Linked DNA regions of Mus musculus: region 2 is linked to region 1. A link is a contact called in public Hi-C data. All regions are on one chromosome and are shown on one strand. Each heading gives the region's core, a stretch centred on a gene start, on an enhancer-like site or on the middle of the called end of the contact. The rest is flanking DNA. Distances are from core to core; before and after follow the strand shown.

Region 1 (3,883 bases), core at 291-2,790:
AGTAGGTATGGCCTTGTTGGATGTGGGTGTGGGATTTAAGGCCCTCATCCTAGCTGCCTGGAAGGGAGTTTTCTACTAGCAGCCTTCAGATGAAGATGAAGAACTCTCAGCTCTGCCTTCATCATGCCTACCAGGATACTGCCATATTCCCACTTTAATAATAATGGACTGCACCTCTGGATCTGTAATCCAGTCCCTAGTAAATGTACTTTCTAAGACTTGCCTTGGTTATGGTGTCTGTTCACAGTGATGAAACTCTATGACAGGAGGTGTGTCCTTACTAACAATGTGTCACTGTAGGAGTGGGCTTTAAGACCCTCCTCCTAGCTTCTTGGAAGATAGTCCTTTGGATGAAGATGTAGAACTCTTAGCTCCTCCAGTGCCATGCCTGCCTGGAAGCTGCCATCTTCCTGTCTTGATAATAATAGACTGAACTTCTGAACCTATAATTCAGCCTCAATTAAATATTCTCTTTTCTAAGAGAACTGGTCCTGGTGTCTCTTCAAAGCAATGGAAGCCCTAAGACAGAGGTCATTGAAGATGAGTTCTCAGATTCTGTGTGAGTATAGCCTATCCTCCTATCCTGGTAGGCATGATGAAGGCAGAGCTGAGAGTTCTTCATCTTCATCTGAAGTGATACTGGGGAAATGGCCCTGCACAGCTGACTTGTGTTCCCTGCATTCTCTGCAGTGCTGGGTCCATGGGGTCACCTATTGGCTGTTCCTGCAAGTCAGGTACAGAGTCTCTGAACTAGGCAGGACACACTTTTGCTTGTCCTCAAAGATAAGGACTGGTATGCATCTGCCTGCAACTACAAATCTGTATTACATGCCTACATGCTGTTTTGTGTCCAATGTGGGATTTTTATGCTTTGGATTTTCCTCAGCTCACTGCGTGATTTTTGCTTAATCCCTTTTCATTTTGCATATATAATATATAATGCCATGACCAAAAATTGGAATATGGCAATGCCTTGAATTTTTAAAAGGCTCTCCCAACTTAAAATATTCCCTAAAAGCTACCTGGGACCCTCCATAAAAGCCAAGTAGAGATTTTATTATTGATACTGGTTTTTACATTTACATTTTCTCTTATAGATGCATGAAGATATTCAAATAATTTTCTTGTGGTTATATACACGTTTTCTTGGCAGTATGGTATCAAAGTTGTGATTCCACTCTTCTCTCATATAGTGCTCAAATCAAGTTGCATAGCTAAAGCGCATGGATGGTATCGGTACCTGACAGTAGTTAAGATCATTGCTAAGAACCACTGAAGCCAGGCACCTGGCCTCTCCTTACTTTATTCAGTATTAAGAGAGATGTTTGTTGCCATCTTTTCCCTCATAAACATTTTTATTTCCAAGCTAGAGCAAGTTATGGTGCTGTTGTGCATAGTTACTGTACCCATAGGCCAATCCATAGACGGACACTCAGAATTGCTACCACGACAGTGGCACTCAGTTCAAGACTGAAAGATAAATTGGGCTTGCCAAGGTGCAAAGGTCTAAGCAAGGACCAGAATCCAAGGCTCTGAGGCACAAATAGTCAGGCAGTCTTCCAAGTACAAAGTGTTACCATGTTCTTTCAATGACCTCACCTCTGGGCTGAGCCATCTGCTATCTCAAAGACCCTCTTCCCAGGAGTCCACATCCAGGAAGAGTGGGCTAGAACTCATCAAAAGCAACAGGTGAGCCATTTATATTATGGAACATTAAATTTCTGTGAACTAAACTTCAGAGCAGTTATCTTTAGGGAAGTTGTAGTTGATCACATGTTTCTCTTCCAGAGTCAAAGTCCAGGCATTTTATTATGTTTATATATTCTCTGGGCTTTGGGAGTTACTGATACTGTAAGTTCCACGCCCCACGGAACTCTAACATAGTAAACAAGGATTTCAAATGAAGAAAGAAGGGATAATAAATGAAGCAGAGCACAAGCAAAACAGGAAGGGATGAAACATAATGTTAGGTTATAAAACAAGGAACCATGCAAAACGGAGTACAGTCGTGACCTGGCGTGTTGGAACCTGAGGCCTGAAATATGTGTTTAAAACACGAAAGCAGACCAAAAGTAGATTTTATTTTCATTTCTTTTTCTTTTTTCTCTTTTAACCTTTCTGTCTGATACTTGGCTTTTCCTGAGATTTATGTAAGCAGCAGCAGTTGAACAACTTCTATTTTGTAAATTTCAGGCTTGAAAAAATAGGGATGAACAAGACACTCTAAGTAAAATCTGTCCATCCTTTTCCCTTTTAAAAAAAGTTACCTCAAGTTCTTCTAACAAGTGATTCTGAGTAGATGAAGCTAAGACAAAAGAATAACAAGATGGAGAAGGAGAAGGAGAAGGAGAAGGAGGAGGTATAGGAAGAAGTGGTGGTGGTGGTGGTAATGCTGGAAGAAGAGAGAATAAGAGAGGGACAGAGGGAGGAAGGAAAAGAGCTTTCCCCATGGCTTTGGCAACTTAAGAAAGAAGAGGTCAAGCAACAGTTTTATTGGTTTCTAAGACATCTGAAGTATGTTCTTAGTTCTCCATTCTCTGATCCTGCCCTGAGGACTTCTAAAGTCACAGACAGTGGACAGAAGAAGAGTGTCCCTGCATCCAGGCTGCCCTTTGCCCAATACAGCAGGTCAGCTTTAATCTTAGCAGTGTCTTTCATCTAAAAGGGCATATGCCAAGCAAGATGTTAATGTGACACTCTGCACAAGCACACATTATGAGCCCCAAGTGCAGATGTGGCTACATGCATTTCAGAGCAGCCAGCTAGCATCTACAGAAATTCAGACACCTTGATGCCCAGTTGCTGTGTGGCTTTGTGGCATCTTCTACCAGTGTGTCTATGAATATAATTTAATATTATTTAATAGTTTTCTAATAATTTACTCTTGCTCTATCATATTAGAGAATTCTCTAAAGTCACTCTGTAGCAAAACCATAAATTACATAAAATACAGCTTTACATAATATTAACCAGTATTATATATAGATATATAGAGATTATAGTTGCCTTTACCATCATCCTTTCCGTGGTTGAAAACCAAAAAAAGGATATACTGGTGTTAAGTAAGGGTTGCACTGGATGAAGTAGCTTGTCAGGGTGACTGTGTTTGCTCTCTTCACAGAACAAATTCTTAAACGCTCCAAAGTAAGTTTTATTTTTGCTTCAGCCTAGTTTTAGTTGTAGGGTTTGTTAAGCATCAGGTTTAAATTTTCCAGCTTTCCAAATGCCAGGCAAGAATTGGGGCATATCGCTGAGCTATGGCCTGATTCTTATGTTTACTTAGTCATTGACAGGGTCTCACTGTTTTTCTCAGGCTGGCCTTGAACTTGAGGTCCTCACACCTTTACATCCCAGATAGCTGGAATTAAAAGCCTTCACTACTAGATTTGACTTGAAAAATATTCTTTAGTCAAATAAAATCATTTTGAATTAAAATTTGACATTGTTCAAAGCATGCTTGATGGGGAAAAATAACTGGAAACACTCGTCATGGCAGATCAGGTGTGTCCTTCCAAGGAGTTCCACTGGAGGGCAGTGTGTGCTTCAGAACAGGCGAGTGCTTCTGGGTTTGGAGCCGCATTGGTATGAAAATCTACACACCTTGGCAAGTTTTTAATCACAGGGGGGCACAGGAATACTGTATTCCCAGTCCTCCTTCTGACTGCATTGAGGATTAAAACAACTAAAGTGACTATTCAACTGAAGCCTGTCTTTTTTACAGACCCAAGCATGAAGACTATAATAGTTACTTGAAATTCATAAGACCAACTTAAGTCTTCATAGCAAAGCATGTGTACTGGAGAAAAGAGGAAGCAAGGAAAGAAAAGAACAGAGTGGTGGTAGAAAACTACCGCGAGCATTATTACTGCAGTCAGTGAGGCAT
Region 2 (4,178 bases), core at 1,577-4,076, 530 kb after region 1:
TTATATCAAAATCTATTAAACAAACAAGCTGATAACCTCATTATTACATATTTTGCTTGTGTTTTCAGAGGATTATTATACAATAATAAGTTTTTATTATAAAAGTGTAAAATGTGATTATGGTAAAGCAACAGGATGATGATTTAATTAAGACCCGAACCCACCCCCATCATCTTTATCATCAGCTCACTCAGATACATGCATCAGATGGAAGGGAAGTTAGACCAGATCAGCAAGATGAGTGTCTCTTTTATGAGCAGTGTCTTGACCCTTTAATAAGCCAGTTCACAGCAAGAACAGAATGCTAGAGAGAACAGAAGCTATTCAAGTCTCTGGTCAGTTTTGTAACTCAAGGCACTGTAGTCCAAATAAGGAGTGGATATGAATTTGGAAATGTAAATGTTTCCAAGCACAGTTTCTTACAGACCCATATCCCTTAGCTGACATCTTCCTGGCTTTGGTGTGGCTGCTCTGGTTTTGCTTTGCTGATGTAGCCGTGCTCCATGGTGCCTTTAACAAGTGTCTCTAGAACAAAGCCAATTCTCCTGGGACTTGGAGCTCAGCTTAGATACATTTAGTTGGTTTAACAACAATTCGTGGCTTCCCCAGGCATCTGTACCCATAGGACCTAGTACCCTGATTAGTTACTAACAATGACTTTTTTTTCTTCCCTTTCCTGTGGAGTGAAGTAACAAATCTCAGCCTTCTATCCTTCTCCTTTCTCCTTATTAAATAACTCAATTAGCTGACCATATTAATAGGCTAGATCTCAAATTACTTTTTCAATCCATAAGATCTTTTGCCACTTAACATTTGAACTATAAAGTATAAATTATCTATCAACTGTTTTTAAAAGTGTTGCTTTAATCTAATATCATTTTATAAGCAATGATATTGGATTAAATGTAGAAAATACTCAAATCATCAAAATGATTTTCCCCCTAATATAACTAGCTGCAAACTCTTACCTAGATTTATTCTAAAGCTTGAAAATCAGCAAAGACTCCTATACTTTACCACTGATTGCCCTCTGTGTTGGTGATATGTTTTGTTAGTGTAGAGACTAAGTACAATTTATTTACAGTTTATATAACTGGCTAAGAAGGTGGGTGGGCTGGGTTGCTTTGAAGAATCTCACCCTGTAGTCCAGGGTACCCTGAAATTTACTATGTCAAACAGGCTGGTTTTCAATTTGCAAACCTCCTACCGGCCTCAGCATCGTGAAAGAGAGGACTGCACGAGCCCCCACACTCAGTTCATATAACAAACACTTCGACATCCATAATCTCTCCGACCATGCACATTCTAATGGTACCAGGTATTTTAGAGTTCCCAAGCTTTCTTATAGGGATTGTCATTTCCATATATCTTAGGGGTAACCCAATCTATGTTTATCAAAGGTTAAATCTGAACAAAATTCTCTCTCAGCCTCATCAGAGCCCCACATTATCTCTGCCATCCTCAAGTGGCTCTTCATTCTTCTCCTCCTCCCAGCTCTGTCCTCCACCCACTCACTCTCACTGTACAGTGCTCTTCTCTGATCTGAAATCCTCCATGAACCTCCTCAGCCATTTTTCTCCAAATCACTTAACCCCAGCTCCTTTTAATGTTCCTTAATATGGCCGGCATCGCAACCTTTAAAATGTTTGTGGTGTAATCCCTGGACTGCTTCTAGTTTCCCACCTCGGAGTTTAGAACCAAATGGTGTTTAGTCAGAGCCAGATGAGCTCCAGGGGACCATGGGATTTTCTGTTGTTTACCTTGAGTTTTACTCTCCCTGGCTGTGTTGCACTTGAGGTTTGCTGTTGTCTGTTCTTCACCACTTGATCCTTTCCTGCTGGGCAGCTCAATTTGTATTTTCTTACTTTTTATAATGCCTGGCTTATTCAGTTCTTTAAAATGTTAATGAATCAACCTATAGTGCTAATATTACTCAGTACTTATTGGATGCTCATTATGTACAAGGTGTATGTTAGTACTGTGTACGTAGTTCCTCGGATGACTCGCATGATTACTCTGTGAAATAGGTTGTACACATTTTACACGTCAAATTGTTGGGCTCAAAAATTAATGATAATGAGCATGTCCTCATGATCAAATTTTATTCTCATTCATAAACAGCAGGAATTACCAGTTTAGCTCATAATTTGAGTATACCGTGTAAAACAATACCAAATGCTTACCTATGACAGCCTAGGTACCTGCAGACTTGCAGAACAAGGTTCCTTTCAATGGTATGAGCCTGGGTGGAGGCAGACAAGAGTCATGCTGGTCTTGCTGTGGTGTGGTGTGGCATAGTGCCAGGCTGGGCCTCTGCCAGCTAAGCTAGGCCTCAAGCCAAGCTTAAGGATGAAGTTTGCTCTGCTAGGAGTCTAGGGTCATCTGGCCTAGTTTCCTGGGCTGCAAGCTTCTGAAACTCTCCTGTGGGAAACAAAAAGCAAATCCTGTTTGGAGGGGAACCAGGAAAATGCTTTTACTTGGACAACATGAATGATAGTTACTTCTTCCACTCTAGTCCTGAATGTTTCTGTCTATAGTGAACATTTTCCATAAGAAAATGTTACTAATCTCCACCACTTTGTTTCCTAATAGGTCAAATCCACCTCTTGACTTCTACCTAACTACTGGAATTTTGTTGAATTACAAATCTTTGTATATATTGATACTCATGTGAGTGTACAAAATAACCCAGCAGATCTGATATTGGTGATTCTTTTCCCAATTTCCCCACTATCCTTACTTTTGATAAGTTAGCATAGATAGAGTATCTGAACTAGAGAACATCTAATATCTGTTCTGGCATTGTGCCTGAGAGAGAGAGAGATTGTGTGTGTGTGTGTGTGTGTGTGTGTGTGTGTGTGTGTGTGTGTGTGTAATAAATAGACCTTTGAAAAAGTACCACAGGTGCCAAATGGTGCAAGCAGAAGCTACTGCATAGATTAGTTATTTAGACAGAGTTGAAGCCATCCTTGCTTCCCTGCTGATACTGTCCATAAAGGATGGCTTCCTTGCTCCTGTCTTTCTGATGGCCCAAATTAACATTTCCTTTCACATTGTTGACTCACAGCCACTGCTGAAGGATAAATAACTTTGCCATCTAGTACTAAATGGAGGAACTAGAGATGAACTCATAAATATAACTGTGCGTCAGATATAACCCCAGTTTAGTTTGCCCTGTTGGTACCAAGTACTGCTGCAGTATATAAAGGAGCCTGGGGAATTGATTAGCAGTTAGTTGGGTTTGGGAAGAGAATTAACTTTTCCCATGGGGCCTTTCTGAGGCAAATATTAAAAATAAAAATACAACTGCTCTGACTCCTTTGAACTTACCATCTTCCCACATTACTTTTTCTTTAGCATCTCAATTCTATTAATGTCTATGGCACTAAGTGTTCTTCATCTATAGCATCTCTTTCATTAATCTTGGGGTCTCCTTCCTGTTTGAATAGGCACAGAAGGTTTAGAGGGAGTGTAAGCAAATGATGTTTAGATGTAAATCAGTGCCAGTGTTATTGGGTTTTTAGTTCATTCAACCATTTGCAAGAGATAGTCACCCAACTACCAGCCATCTGAAGGAATAGTGACGTTGGTGTATTGGGAGCAGGTACCAGAAGACCCACCACTAGGCCTCGGTTAAGACTCAGCCTTCTCCCTCATCAGAATCCAAATTTTAAATCAAATATCACACTCCCTTTCCTCTTCAGGGCTAAATGAGCCTCCTTTATTTTCCTGTGCCTGCTTCTCAAGGGGCACAAGAAAACGTAGCAACGTCTGGAGCCCATTTTGAGAGCAAGGATCTGAAGCAGACCAAATAGAAGAAGCCTGCTGGATCAGCTCTTCTTGCGCTGGCCTGAGTTCTGTCTCAATGACAGCTTTGTTGGGAAAAAAAAGTTAAGCAGGTTCTTTCTCGCAGGAGCTGGCAAATGGGAGGAAAGTGTGGCATTTCGAGTATTTCCTAAATGATCATGACACTGACCTTATTTCTTCTCCAGAAATTTTTGTTGAACAATCAAAGAATGTGATGTTAATACTGTCACAGCTGAGAAATGATAGACCATAAGGTTTGCATTTAGCGATGTTCGTGTGTCCTCGCAGTCTGGCAATGTGGGAAAGTACAGACTGTGTTCACTCCTGCCCTTCTGCTTGCTGTCACTCAGTCATTAGTACTGACTCATTCT

The links. A called contact is a pair of places that touch in the nucleus more often than the background predicts.
Region 2: a Hi-C map of liver shows a contact between it and region 1, with 5 times the contacts expected there. The contact joins two enhancer-like sites. A contact is called at or near these places in 9 of 39 promoter capture datasets (the 3T3-L1 cell line, the C10 cell line, the HPC-7 cell line and 6 more), 1 of 15 datasets of contacts at CTCF or cohesin (pro-B cells), 4 of 484 Hi-C or Micro-C datasets (cerebral cortex, cortical neurons and liver) and 5 of 115 datasets of contacts at active chromatin or transcription factors (the NIH/3T3 cell line, embryonic fibroblasts, embryonic stem cells and 2 more).

Annotation. Positions count from the first base shown.
Region 1 is chr13:75,224,266-75,228,148 of GRCm38.p6, forward strand. No RefSeq gene overlaps it. Among named protein-coding and RNA genes, the nearest start is that of Pcsk1, 140 kb to the left of the region's middle. Within about 2 kb of position 1,541, at least 14 of the 459 cell types and tissues checked have an H3K27ac peak or open chromatin away from gene starts, as enhancers often do. A contact at or near this core is called in liver, where this site is marked.
Region 2 is chr13:75,750,440-75,754,617 of GRCm38.p6, forward strand. The region is part of intron 4 of Ell2 (elongation factor for RNA polymerase II 2); the gene reads left to right. Among named protein-coding and RNA genes, the nearest start is that of Ell2, 45 kb to the left of the region's middle. Within about 2 kb of position 2,827, at least 113 of the 459 cell types and tissues checked have an H3K27ac peak or open chromatin away from gene starts, as enhancers often do. A contact at or near this core is called in liver, where this site is marked.